Regions from separate parts of the Mus musculus genome. Here regions 2 and 3 are each linked to region 1. Evidence: chromatin contacts called from public ChIA-PET and Hi-C data. All regions are on one chromosome and are shown on one strand. The core of a region is the stretch at or near the end of the contact, and the rest is flanking DNA. Distances in the headings are between cores, read along the strand shown.

The links. Hi-C and Micro-C count contacts between places; a contact is called where the count stands out from the background. ChIA-PET counts read pairs in DNA pulled down with a chosen protein or histone mark.
Region 2: a Hi-C map of embryonic stem cells shows a contact between it and region 1, with 2.2 times the contacts expected there. The contact joins the promoter of Clec2l here to the enhancer-like site in region 1. A contact is called at or near these places in 8 of 39 promoter capture datasets (the 3T3-L1 cell line, the C10 cell line, cranial neural crest and 3 more), 7 of 484 Hi-C or Micro-C datasets (B cells, the G1E-ER4 cell line, brown adipocytes and 3 more), 2 of 115 datasets of contacts at active chromatin or transcription factors (embryonic stem cells and large pre-B cells) and 1 of 9 other capture datasets (adipose tissue).
Region 3: an RNA polymerase II ChIA-PET map of memory CD8 T cells shows a contact between it and region 1, with 7 read pairs. The contact joins two enhancer-like sites. A contact is called at or near these places in 1 of 115 datasets of contacts at active chromatin or transcription factors (memory CD8 T cells) and 1 of 9 other capture datasets (liver).

What each region holds. Positions count from the first base shown.
Region 1 is chr6:39,346,369-39,351,055 of GRCm38.p6, forward strand. Slc37a3 (solute carrier family 37 (glycerol-3-phosphate transporter), member 3) reads right to left here. Exons shown (of 15, transcript NM_028123.3): 8 at 3,682-3,766; 9 at 2,972-3,150; 10 at 921-1,062. Among named protein-coding and RNA genes, the nearest start is that of Slc37a3, 29 kb to the right of the region's middle. Within about 2 kb of position 1,918, at least 101 of the 459 cell types and tissues checked have an H3K27ac peak or open chromatin away from gene starts, as enhancers often do. A contact at or near this core is called in adipose tissue, embryonic stem cells and memory CD8 T cells, where this site is marked.
Region 2 is chr6:38,660,809-38,665,495 of GRCm38.p6, forward strand. Clec2l (C-type lectin domain family 2, member L) reads left to right here and starts at 2,261. Exons shown (of 5, transcript NM_001101507.1): 1 at 2,261-2,608. The coding sequence starts at 2,428. RefSeq lists an enhancer at 3,193-4,375.
Region 3 is chr6:38,830,921-38,835,607 of GRCm38.p6, forward strand. The region is part of intron 1 of Hipk2 (homeodomain interacting protein kinase 2); the gene reads right to left. Among named protein-coding and RNA genes, the nearest start is that of Hipk2, 43 kb to the right of the region's middle. Within about 2 kb of position 1,956, at least 18 of the 459 cell types and tissues checked have an H3K27ac peak or open chromatin away from gene starts, as enhancers often do. A contact at or near this core is called in memory CD8 T cells, where this site is marked.

The DNA of each region.
Region 1 (4,687 bases), core at 668-3,167:
AGTTTAAGGAAGAGCCCTTGAGCTGCCGCTCCAAACCCACTTCTTTCGCTCTGCACCAAGATGCCTTTAACTGTGGAAGATACAGAAGTATGATCAGGTCCCAGGGCGTCTACATTACCTTTGGCTCTAGACCTAAGACTACCAATAGCCAAGTTCAAATATAATATCAGCGTGACACCTAAGAGCCTTCTGTGCTATTCCTGTGTTCAGGGTAGCTTGGCTTAATGTGTAAATACCACAGACAGAGATGTTAAGGTGAGGCCACAGTGTATAATCTGTTGGTCTTGCCTAAGGGTTTATTATTTCCTCATTTGTATTTCTGGCTACATCGCAAAGCCACTGCTAAAATCTGTTATAGAACTAGGGTTATAGTACATTTCCTAACCCAGGGTTCAATCCCTAGCCTGGAAAATAAAATAAATCTGTTGTATCCAGCAAACACAGACAAGAAAGGAAAGGGAAATCCTTCTGTTTGCCCTTCCTCTGGTACCTGACAATCTACACACTAAGGTGCTATGTTTGCTTCCTTGGCTGGAGATAGCGGGACAGTGGGAGGAAGCCAAAATGAACACATTCCTACTCCATCTTGAATCTCTCACAAAATCAGCTTCAAAGCCAAGCCATCCCTGAAAGCACACAAAGGCGCTGCATTTAAAGAGATTTCCAAGTGTTCCCAGGACAAAAGAGCTGATCCATCACCCGCAGACTAAGAGAAGACAGCCCCTATAAACCACAGCCTGTCAGTCTCAAGCTGGCCCTCTTCCTTTGGACTTTTTGTTCTCACAGAAGCTGCGTGTTTACTGGTAGGACGGGTTGGGAAAGACGGCTGTGGAGCAAGCAATAAAACTTCAAATGAGATTTCCTAACTCTGAAAGATGGCAGGCGACTAACCACGCGGAAGGAGAGGCACACATGCGTACCTATGATACCTCCGACGTCGTACCAAATGGACAGCTTGTCAGCTTCGGCTTCCTTCCACCCGAAGTTGTTACTCAGATAAAAGGGCAGCCAGAAGAAGAAGGAGTAGTTCACTAGCTTCAGGCAGGCGTAGGCCAGTGAGTACTGCAGGAGAAACCACAACTGTCAACAAGCAGCATACAGCACAGCATGGGGTCCTCCCTGACCTTACCCAGAAGCCCTCTTTCTTTACTTCTACTGGTTTCCAAAAAAAGAAAGGAGGAAGGAAGGAAGGAAGGAAGGAAGGAAGGAAGGAAGGAAGGAAGGAAGGAAGGAAGGAAGGAAGGAAGGAATTATGCACAGCTTTTTCTTAACTACCCCCAGTTTCTTCTTCTATCATTTCTCTGGTAAAAGCAAGGCAGTGTTTGAAACCCAGAAAGCAGTACACACTGTACCCACGTTTCTTTATTTAGACAAAAGGTCCCTGGTGTTCATGCTTCCAACCACCATCAGCCACAGGCAAATTGGCCTAGCAAACCTCAGCTCATCTTGCTGGCAGCCAGGCTTTCTTGGTTCTCTCCCCGCAAATTTAATTCTGCAAACTACGGAGAGTTAATGACTCAGTCACAGACAGAAAGACATCTACCTGTGGACCACATCCCACAGAAAAGAGCCTTTCTGGAGGGCCAAAAAGAAAGAGCTATGGTTTCCACTGGCCTCTGGCTCTCTTCTGAAAGAGCTGCCTTAAGTGGGTGATGGCTGAGACTCCTGTACTCAACACATACATTATTACCAGGAAACCCTGACTATTAGCATCAAAGGGAAGGCAGAGGAAGAGGGCGGACTTCAAAGAGTGTCTGGCTAGAACTCCTGCACCCCACCCCCACCCCCACCCCAGTGCCAGTGATTTCCCAGGTGCCACTTGTTTTAAAAGTGCTTCCCTGGCAGGCAGGGTAGCAGACACCCCGTAGAGAGCCAAATCCTGACCACCACAGCTCTCAGCCCAGAAGCCTGCTACAAAGACAAAGGCTTAGCTAGACTTCCTCTCCACCCTGCCAGTGCCAGAGAACAATGGCTTAGGAGTACAAAGGAGCCAGCAAGTAAGTTTCTTGTTTAGCCACAACAAACTGAAGTTCTGTCTCTACCAAAACAACTGCTGGTATAATATTTTTATAACCGAAAGGCACTATGTTCATAAGAACAGGACTACAAGGGCCTAAAGGAACCAGAGTTTCCCTATCTCTATCTCTATTTCCCTATTCCCTAGCTCTAAGAATTAGAGAGTGTTACACTTGACTGACTGCCTGTTCGTAGGGTTAGTTTTTTAGCAGAGAGGCAGAGGGCAGAAGAGAGCTGGGAGGGACAGAGTAGGATGGCTGCAGACTTGCATCATGAAATCAGATGCTTTGTGAACTATACAATGAGCCAGGCAAGATGGGTGCCATCTCCATTCCCTGGCACTGAGACACAAGGATGGGTTGGGAGACTTATCCAAGTCTCACAGAAAGTTACTGGGCAAGCTGCAAACACAACCTAGGCCTCTTAACTTCCACTCCAGTGATAGGACCCCCAAAACATGAAGACAGACAGACTGCAGCAGCAGGAGGGGCTCCGCTCAGACAGAGTTGACCTGGACTGCAAAGGTTGTGGAAATGCTGGGATAAATTACCAAGAAATCCTTGTGTACTCTGTCCTAGGACTGGGCAACTCCCTACTCCCCAGAATGATCAGAATTCACAAATAGGCAGATGATGAACCATTCAAAACCCCTCTTGGTCCAGGTAAATCTGAGAGATCAAAATATTTAAAAACTTGTTAACTGTGCCTTGGCAGTTGCATGATGGATCAGCATCAGCATGTTCACGAGTCACGTCTGGACATGCCCGCCCAACCCCTGTTGTCTGAAGCTTCTATATGTGACAGGGTTTCCATGGCTACCAGGGAAGCTGACAGATGCTACACAACCACCTAGGACTGCATCAGTAGACAGTAGAAGGCAGCGTGCTCCCCACCCAGCACAGCACTGAAGGTACCACACCCGGCCAGCTGTGGAAGGAGACCAGGGAGTCCTTACCGGGATGACCCCAGGAAGGCAGCAAGCCTGATGAAAGCTTATGGCCTTCACTTGGACGACAGCCCTGTCCTCCTGGATCGAATAGTTAGGCTCATAGTCATCTTCATTTTCAGCACCATCGATGAGTGGCCTCTGTGAATCTTCTTCCGAGCTCTCCTCTGCCCCGATACTCGGGAGACCTAGGAGAGTATTAACAGCGGCCCTGTACAGACACAGCCTGTGTGCCTGGCCTTCCGAGGCTCTGCACACATCACCACTCACAATGTTGATACTGTCCTTATTTTCATCTTGTAGGAGACCAAGGCCAACTATAGCCGACTGAGGCTACCAAGCCCATTCAGTCAGGACGAGCTGCACGCTTCTCAGCTCCTGAGGCTTCGCTTGTACACCCCACAGTTAGCCGTAAGAAAAGAGCAGACTGAATCGTTTTCATAAAGGAAAAGAATCCAGTCTCAAGACGTTACTCTCTTAGCCAGTGTCTCAGACATACAAACCATCTGCAAATGTCTGGTTCTTCCTGTTGTGAGAAGGTGAGCTGCACTCCTCTCAACTCCCTGTAGTGGTATAAGATGGGGCTGTAACGGTCAGTATGGACAGGGCCAAACTGCTCCTTTAACTTCCAAAGAGGAGTGTAATTTCATTTCCTGTCCTTGGACCTCCCAGCTCCTACCAGTAACATATTTCGAATAGAAGAGATGGCTTCTCCTCACCAATTTCTTCTGGTGACACTAGAAGTCCAAAGAAGATGATGATCCCACCAGCAAACTGCACAGATGCGGTCACCAGAAAGGCGTACTGGAGGAGAGGAGAAGTGGCTTTTACAGAGGTGGTCATCACAGCTATATTGTTACAGACACGCAAGGGGAGGGGTGGGGACAGAAGAGACAGGGAGACTGGAAGAACCCCAGTACTTTGGGCTTCCAGGCTGGGCACTGTGTCAAGCATCCTGCATGTGACTTCTCATTGCATTTTCCTAAGGACATGGTAAGACTCACAGATGACCACGGGAGTCACCTGGATACTAAGCAGCACTGTTAGGATTAGAAAATCAGGACAGCCCCCCAAATCTCATTCTTTTCATTATCCACACTCCTACAAAAAGTATCTGCCTTTGAAGACATTAAATCCAGTCAAGGGGAATCAAACAATACCCAAAACAGTGTGAAAAGGTGGCATGCAGCTAAATAAACAAGAACCTAGTAAGAAACATGCAGGATCGGGGCTGGAAAGATGACTCAGTGGTTAAGAGCATGTCCTGAGGTCAAATCCCAGCAACCACATGGTGGCTAACAACCATCTGTGATGGGATCTGATGCCCTCTTCTGGTGTGTCTGAAGACAGCGACAGTACATCCACATCCACAAAATAAATAAATAAACATTAAAAAGAAAAGAAAGCAGCACACAGGATCCAGAAGGAAGCACCAGCTAGAGGAGGCTGACACTGCAAGATGGTGTTAAGGGAACAGTGAGAAAAATCATCTTTCAAGGCACAGCAGCAGCACGGGTGCTGCAGGCTGGGCATGAGATGGAGCATTCTCTACAAGCCTCAGGTGAGGCTTCTGCCCAGGGATACAGGGAAGCAAACTGCCACGGAGGATGACAGATGTCAGGAGGAAGGACTCGATGGCCAGGCTGGACAGCCAGCTGATTGATATGGACAACGAGGCAGCATTTTTAACCAAGTGAATGACAACATTCAAGCACTGCTCCAGCC
Region 2 (4,687 bases), core at 1,011-3,510, 690 kb before region 1:
CTTGTCTTAGATCAGACTCTCAAGTCTGCAGGTCAGGCCTGGAACACTGCTAAGTCAGCCCCCTGCTGCAGCTGAGCTACTCTGTCCTTGTCTATTTAGCTTACCTATTCAGAGCAAGAGCTTTCTTGCTGACCCTCTGCTCCAAGGTAGCCTTGTGCCTGACTCCAGAGTTAACTTTCCTATAATTGTGACCATTGCCTAACCTGCTCTAATGTCTTTGATGCTTCCTGTACCAATATGATGAGGTTTGTAGCATTTAGGGTGGCAGTCCACTTAAGTGCTTCTCTGGAGAGGTGGAGAATGTTCTAAAGTAGAGAACATGGCCAGTCTTAGTCCAGGAGGATTAAGAGGGAACAACTACTGTGCTTGGCATTCACATTCCACCTCCTTCTAACACAACTCCTGCATCACCACCACCACCATCACCACCACCACCATCATCACCATCATCACCACCATCACCACCACCATCACCACCATGACCACCATCACCGTCACTATCACTATCATCATCTACACAGGGTCTTTAGCTCTGACTGCCCTTGAACTTACTATGTAATCAAGGATAACCTTGAATAACACCCAATTAATAAGGTTTCAGGGGTAGAACCCAGGGCTTTGTGCATACTAGGTATTTTAGTTACTTTTCTATTGCTGTGAAAACACATCATGACCAGCACAACCTATAGAAGAAAGAGTTTATAGGGATCTTACAATTCCAGGGAGTTAGAATCCAGGGCCATCACAGCAAAAAGCATGGCAGTAGCCAGGCGGGTCTGGTGCTAGAGTAGTAGCTGAGAGCTCACATCACATCCACAAGCAAACACACACACACACACACACACACACACACACACACACATGGGGTGTGGGAGCACGCACTGAGAATTACCCACACTGGAGGCTGAGACTATGGTAGATTCCTAGAGGTCAGAGAAGAGGTTAGGAAAGGTCACAGAGGGCATCTGACCTACAAGATGCCTCACATCTCCATGACAACCACAAATCTGCCACGGCTGCTTCAGGAACTCCCTTGGCCCTTTTGATTGGTTATTTCTTGAGACAGGACCTCGCTATACATTTCAGTTTGGCCTCAGTCTATGTAGCCCACCCAGGCAGACCTCGAACTCTCAATTCTTCTGCTTTGTGTCCCAAGCAGTTGGATGACTGGCTTGGGCTCCCAGGCCCATCTGTGCCCTAGGCTTCCTGAAGTCCATTCTCAGCTGGCTGGGACATGTGACAAGTTCCTGCAGCTTAGCTAGGCTGTGATGACACATGAGTGTCATCCGGCACTTGGGAGGAAGAGGCAGGGGGACAGTTGCTGGAGGCTAGCCTGGTCTACTGCGAGCCCCAGGCCAGCCAGAGTTATAAGTGAGATTCAGTCTCAAAACTCTCAGAAGAGAGGCAGAGGGAATGACTCCGTAGGCAAAGTGCTTGTGGCACAGGCCTAAGGACTAAGTTCAGATCCCCAGTGCTCAAGTAAAAAGTTGCATTGGTGTTGAGCAGCTAACCCAGCAGTGGGAAGTGGGAGGTGGGGTGGGGAGACAGACCTATCCGTAAAGCAGGTTGACCAGCTCACTTTAGTTGAATTGGTGGGCCCCAAGTTGAATGAGGGAACCTGGCTCAAGAAAAAAAAAAAAAAAGATGGTATCAAGTGTGGAGGTGTATGACTTTAATCTCAGCACTTGAGGGGAAGAGGCAGGCTAGAGTCAGAGGCCATCCAGGTCTATATAGCAAGTTCTAGGGCTGCATAGTGATATCCTATATTTAAAAATAAAAAGAAAAGTGGAGAGTGAATATACCCAATGAAGACCTCCGGCTTCTATGTGCAAACGTTAACAGTCACACAGAGACAAAATGTGGAGAAAAGTCCCTGAACCGCAATAGATGGTCAGTATGGCTCTCTGGTTGCAGTGCTGCTTGGCCCTGTCCCCTTGGACCATGGCAGCGCTGAGTCGGGGATGCGGTGGGGGTGGGGGTGACAAGTCCCAGCCCCCATCCTTGTTCTCTGCCTCCAAGGCACCCCAGGAGCAGCCTTCCCAGGTCCTTGTCTTGGGAAACTCCCCCCACTTTAGAAGATGCCCAGCAGCTGACTCTGGAGGAGGAGCACCTTGGCTCACAGCTGCGAGGGAGCCGGTGGCGGGGCCAGTGGCCTGGGCTGTCTTTCCTCCCCGCAACCCCGCCCCGCGGTCGCGGCTCCCTCGCAGCCCGGGCTCCTCCCCCGCGCGGGGCTCGGCGCGCAGGCTGCGGCGCGCACGGCGGGGACCTGAGCGTCTCCGGCGCGGGAGCCGGGCTCAGCCCCGGCTTGCGGACGTCGCGGTCCCGGAGTACCGAGCCGGCCTGGGCGGCCCGCGGGGCGCGCGCAGCGCGGAGTGCGCGTGGGGCCGGGCTCTGCTGCCCGGTGCAGGAGCGCGCGCGCGTCGCGGCATGGAGCCGGCCCGGGAGCCCCCCGCGCGCGCCCGCCCGCCGCCCCCCGCAGCTCGTCCCGCGCCCGCTGCGCCCAGGCCGCGCTCTCCAGCGGAGGCAGAGGCCCGTGGCCCAGAGGGGCTGCTGAGGCGATCCGGGTCAGGCTACGAGGGCAGCACCAGCTGGAAGGCGGCCTTGGAGGGTAAGCGCTCAGCCTTCCATCCCCGGTCCCTGAGTCAAGACCCAGGAAATGGCCAGTCACCTTGACAGCTCGCAGAGGAATGGATCAGGGGGATTCGTTAGTATCAGGGGAGGCAGATGTCACTATGGGAGGGGAAAGGGGTCCCTGGGGACCACCTCAGGTCATTGTTTTGACAAATCTTTGCTGCCAAATCCCTCTTTGACCTTGGAGCAAGCTTTATGCTCCAAACCTTAGTTGGGTCCGAAAGTGAAGCACCTTCGTGGCAGCCTGAATCTCTAGTAGAGAAAACATTTAGTGCCTCATAAAAGCAAAAGCTTTGATTCCCTGCACCTTGGGGGCGCCCTGCTAGTGATGGGGTTGATGGAGAGGAAACCCCAGAGGACTTTCCTAACCATTCTGGGATGCCACCAATTCCTTCTTGTTATACTGGCTCAGGGAGTGACCTCAGGCTATCTAGAAGACACTGAGCGAAGAGACTTCATTCAGTTCACAAACTGTTTTAGGAAACTTGGGTTGGCGTCCAGTGAGTGGTGAGTGTTGCTCGGGAGATGCAGGAGTTGGACACAGGGAGGGTCAGCTTCCAGGTACTTCTCACGCTTCTACCTAGTAGGAACTGGATAGCGTTAACTAGGGGCTGAGTCAGAGGAGGGCATCTCAGAGTAGGACATCTTTTGGGGGTGTGGAACAGACAGGAGAGGGTGCACTAGGTCAAGGAATGACGACAGGAGGTGGCTGGAATTAGCCAGTTCCTTGTGGATAACTGAACCCTAGGGTGCTGGGTGCTGATGAGGGCATGAGAAAAGAGGGATGGAGGGGGAGAGAGAATATGAGCAAGAGATCTGAGAGACCACCCAGGCCAGGCTACAGAAGTTTGTTGTTGTTTTGTTTGTTTGAAGGTGCTGCCGAGGGGTTAAGTCAGCAGATCTCCATGGGGAGGACCTGCTGTGGAAGGCTGCGTAGTGAGGAAGGTGGGTGGTGGCCTGGAAGGGACAAGGCCACCTGTGCCCAGATAGGCGATGGGGCAGCAGAGCATGAAGAACCTTTGGCTGAAGTCTGTGTGCCAGGGCCAGGCACTGCCTGTGGAGGGCTGTGCAGACTCTAAGGAAGTCTAATAGTGGGTAGGAACCATGGAGGTGAGGACACAGTTTCCCCGGATGCAAGGTATTACAAAGGACCACCAGAAGCTTGGGTGGGCTTAAAGGCCAATCAGCCCTTCTGGGATGCATGTTTCTGGTTAGTGGTTGGGTTTTCCCAGGGACCTAAGCTTGCCTCCTACCAATGGTATTTCTTATGTCATTCCCTCCCTAGTCTGTATTTCTTCATTTTTTGGGGGGGGGTATTTGAAAGGGTCAGCTCTACTAACCTTTACCCTTAACCCCACTGGGTAGAGCTATTTCAGGGAAGTGTGGCTGGCTGGCTCTGGCTTTATCTCTGGCCCTGAATATATTGACTCTTGTCCTTCCTACTGCCAGTATGGCTGACTGACCCTGCCTGTCCACTGGTCACACACTGGGATGGAGGAAAGCAGGCCTCTCTCTGTGGTGGTCCAGCACATCACCCTTCTTGGCATCTTCTTGTAGTGCAGCCTTGTGTCATCTGAACTAGGACCACTGATATCACTGATATTGCCATTGCTCTTCCTTTGGCCTCTGGTGCACATAAGAGCCCTCTCCCTGCCCCTGAACCCCCACCATGGCTCTCGGGGGCTTGGTGTCTTGGCCTGATGACTATTCTGTTTTAGTTCTCTTGGTGCCCTACCTCCATTCAAAGAGGAGAGTCAGGGGCTTGGGATTTGTTCTCATCAGTGGCTGCCACCATATGGGGCCTTTAAGCTGGCTTGTTCTTTCTATGGTGCTAAGACACCATCTTAGGCCCTGGGCATATCCAGCCCTCACAGAGATCCTAGAATAGTCTGGTGAGGTGCAGAGAGATGGTCAACATGAGCTACTGTCCCAGCTGGTAGGCTTCACTTATTTACGCCCCACCTTTCTCGTCTGTGAACCATGGCAAGATTTCCACCTCACGGTGCTAATCAGAGAAAGGTCTGGAGTGTAGGCTCAGTTGTGGTGGCTCCTTTCC
Region 3 (4,687 bases), core at 706-3,205, 520 kb before region 1:
CCAACTGAAGCTCCTTTCTTGGTGATAACTCCAGCCTGTGTCAAGTTGACACCCAAAACCAGCCAGTACACCTCCTTAACAAAGCACTGCAGCTGGTGGCTGGCTGATGACAAAATAGCATCTCACAGTTCTACAGGCCAGAGGACCACAATCAATGCATGGTCAGGCTTGGTCCAAGAAGGGAGGGAATGAGGTCTTTCAAGCCTCCCCAATTGGCTTTTACATAGCTATCTTTTTCCTTGTGTCCTGTCCTCCCTGTATATACATGTGTTTAGATTTCTCCCGTTGATAAGGACCTCTGTCATACTGATGGTCCACCCTAAGGAAGCTACTTCTGAACACCAAGAAGGGCTAATTTTTGACAGAGGGAACCAGTAAGTCAGTAATCTCCGTAAAGCTCTCTTTCTAAACAAGGTCATATTCTGAGGTCCTAAGGGTCAGGAATTCTACATGTGAACTTGGGGGGCACAAAATACATGTAGTAAGCATAAGTTTAAGAAGGCCAGAAGCACTTTACTAAAATGTAATGTTGTCAAGATGACATAACATTTAAAATAAAATAAAATAAAATAAAATAAAATAAAAATACAGCCTTTGCTTTTTATCCTTTGAGGTAAGATATTTCATTTTGTGCTTTCCCTGAATCCTGCCTTAAATAACCTGTAAGTGTATATTAGTCACACATATGGAAACAAGTAAGAGCAAAGTGCTTACACTAAACTGAGTTCTGCAGAGTATCATTGTGTGTCTGGGGGAGGCCATAGAGAGCTATATCTGTGCATGTGAAGAAACCACTGCAGTGACTTGGTTATCAAGGCAAGTAGCAGGTTAAAGACATCAACAACAAGTTCTAAATCTGAATATGTGGGACAGGTCTGAAGCCTCCATGAAGACCCTCTAATGGACAGCTGTGACAATGCTGCACCTATGTATGGCTGGGGAAGGGAGGGTCCCTCCTCATGCTTACTGTGCTGTTAATGGTAGTAAGGCTCTGAATTCTCACCAAAATTGCTCTTTTTGTCCTTAGAGACCACCTCAGCCACCCAGACTTACAACAGTCACTGAGGAGGCCGAGTAGTTGGCTGGTAAGGTCAGTCAGCCTCACATGAATTATGCTATCCCTTAGAAATGCCTTATAAATTATAAAGTGAGACTCATAAGCTGGTGTGAAGAAAATTGGATATTCCCAAATGTTTGCTTATTCCATGCTCAGTTCACTACTAAATTGGTTTTTTTCAAGCTTAGCCAGAAAATCTGATACACTTAGAAGCAGAGCTTCCCATGTTGGTGTCTTCCACTATGGTAAATTCTTTTCTATTACTATCTGTTCATCAAAAGGGTGTGTTGAACTTCCTGCTCCCAGCAGCTGTCTATAATGTGGCCTTATTTGGAAACAGGGTCTTTACAGGTATAATCAAATTAAGATGAGGTCATTAGGGTGAGTCCTAATCCAACCTGACTGGCGCCTTTATAAGAAAAGAAAAGTCCACATAATGACACAGGCAGAAACTGAACGCAGTTGCAATGTAAGATACACCATAGACTACAGGGTCTACAAGACCCTAGGAAGAGAAAAAGAGTTCTACATGGTGACACCTTTGTTTCCCATCTGCGGCTCCAGAACTGCAGAAGCTTACATTTCTGTGGTTCTCAGCCACCTGGTTTGTGTTACTTTGTTACAGTAGCTCTAGGAAAGGAATATACTACTCTGTAATACAATTCAGGATGTATTTCACTGAGAAAAACATGTCTGCATTCAAACTATAACAAAGTATTTTTAGCTGTCACTTAAGCCAAATGGCAACTTGTCCTCATGGCCCTCACAGCCTGTATTTGTCACCTCTAGGCAGAAAAGCTGCAGAAGTATCCACAGCTTTCCTCCAACACTGTTGTTCCCATTCCAGCCAGGACACTGAACAACTAATTCATGATGCAAATACATTCATGCATCATGACTGAGGTCTGACTTCAGAACACCATGAAACTTCACTTTGTCATCACTGGGGATCCTAAGAGCACAGACAGGAACAACAAGACTTCACCTTTCCTAACCTCAACTTCTTGCTGTGGTAGGAAAGGGGAGCGTAACACAGGGTCTGCTATCACTGCCACACCCAGCTGCTGCCTCTGTCCTCACCTTTATGTGTTCCTCTGAATACTTTCTCAGATGCTGCCAGCCAGCTGCTCAGAGAACTTTGTGGAGCGTGTTGCCTAGGCGCAGTGAGGCTGATGATGGGAAATGGATGGGCCCTGCTTTCCCTGAGAAGTCTCTCAGGCAGGGCTCATTCACCTTCCGTCTGAGGGTATGACAATCTGCTGCTCTTGCTGGTCTGTGTGGCAACCCTATTTGCTACAGCAACTCTACCTTCCCTTTTTTATTCTCTGGAGAACTTTGCCATTCCCCTCACCTGCTTTCAACTGTCATCTGATTAAATTCAGTTACAGGTCAGTTTAGGGAAGCAGAGGAAGTGTCACCTACTGTGACTGAAAGGGCAGGCAAGAGCAATGAGGAGAGGAGGCAGAGAAAGTTAGGGAAGGAGGAAAAAAAAAAAAAAAGAGCAAAGCAGTGACGGCCTATGCCTTTAATCCCAGCACTCAGTAGGTAAAGGCAGGAGCATCTCTGAGTTCAAGGTCAGCCTGGTCTACAAAGCAAGTTCCAAGATAGCCAGAACTACACAGAGAAACAAAGAGAAAATAAGAATCCCTGAATCAGGAGCACCCTCAGAATAGTAAACACTGCCGTGCGCTTTGGAAACTATGGACTACAATAATGCAGTGTATGGTAATGTGTGTGTGTCTGCATACATGTGCAGATATAGAAGGCAGATGGGATCCCTTATCCATACATCCAACAGTCCACGCTCACTCACACGGACTCTAAAAGTGGGTTCTGTGGTCTTTCACAAAGACATTATACTGTGAGTCACTGTCATTGAACATATCCCCTGATATTATTACTCAACAGCTCCATAATTCTAAGCCACTTGACCTACAGCTGGCAGAAGTGCTTGCTCTCACATGGGTCCCTGCCATTGGTGTCTCAGGCCATGGCTGAGATGTCAGATGGTACACTGTGGTGGTAGATGGTATAGCCTCACAATATCGGTCCTCTCCAGTGTCACTGTGCTGTGGGCTCCAAGGATTAGTTTTAGATCATTTTTGTGTCTCTACCAGCTATGCCAGAAGCAGTTCTACCCCTATGTATCCAGCAGGCCACTTAACCTCAATTCCTTCCCCTAGAAAGTGGGGATAATAGCAGTAAATCACAAGGGCTTTGTGTGCATTAAACAAGTGTTGTGTTTTCTGTTTCTAACTCTGGCACACAGTGAACTCTTAAAAAGATGAATAGTGAGAAACAAGTAGTGTGAGGCTGGCCAGCCCACCATGGTTATCAAATTACATGAGGATAGGTTGTAAAAACTGGTACTCACAATGCTCAGCATGCTGGCAAAGGTGAGGGATGCGGCATGCAGGTTTTTATGAATGAACAAGAGAGCAGAAAAAAAATGAAATGAGAAGAGATTTGTATTAGGACAATTATGAAAGTGAAGCATTTCTTTTTATGTATTTTCATATTCCATGTTACTAAAAATGCCTACTGAAAGCACAAAAATTATAAATAAAAAAGTTATAATAAAATTATAAATAAATAAAGTCTTAGAAAATTATAAATGTTTCGGTTTGTTTTTACTGAATCTTAGTAACTTTTCTTGAGCCTTTCACTCAAAGTTCCTGCTAGAACTTAAGAGACTCAAGTCATATAATACAAAAGTTAGGTTTGGCCACAAGTGAGGCCTTAAGCCAGTTTTTTAAAAAAAAGGTGTGAGAGAGGTATTGTTTCTGGGCCAGAACTTTGAAGCCAGGGTGAGAATTTGTCTTCTTTCCCTTGCTATATAAGCAGCCCTGATCCAAGGAGGAGAAGCTGTTTGGCCAGGGGGACTGGAGGACCTCAGTGGCCCAATGGAGCATGCACGTGAGCAATCTGTTGCTGTGTGTATCAGAACCATCTAAGGAGCACTCTACTTTCCTTATGTTGCCATTGTGGCTGAATGTGGTTTTGTCTTGATGCACAAGGTGCTTAGCCATCAAAACCAGAGCTCACACTCCTGAGGATGACGTACAACTTCTAAGTAGTTTAACCCTTTTCTTCCTTATTTTAATGTGAGAATGTTTCAGAGAGATGAAGGTATAAATAATGAGATGACACTGGCCATCATAAGTGTTAGTGACTTCAAGTATGCACACAACAATTACTACCTAGATGTTTTTCTGAATAAGCAGAAGGTATAGAATTAAAAAATGCCTCCTGGAAACTTAGAGGCAAGTCACTTTCTGGTTACTAAAATGAGAGCTGCCTTTCAAACAGAGCCTGGACACTACTGATAACAGGTCTGGGTTCCTGCAGGGGAATATCTGTTTTTATCACATGTTGGTGTTTCTTATGAGAAGAATGGGCCTTTCTCACTCTGCTCCAGTGGGATTCCTCAGCTCCATGATGCAATGGTTATCTTTTTGGTAAAGAATATTCAAGTCCTGACATCATAGTAGTAATGGATATTACTCATGGTATGCTCTCAAGCCCAGCATGGCACATTCTGTACCCTCTTTATCACTGAAGTAAGCAATGGGTTTAAAAATAACGTTGCTTACACACCCAGAGTACCAATGATTCATTAACAACTGAACA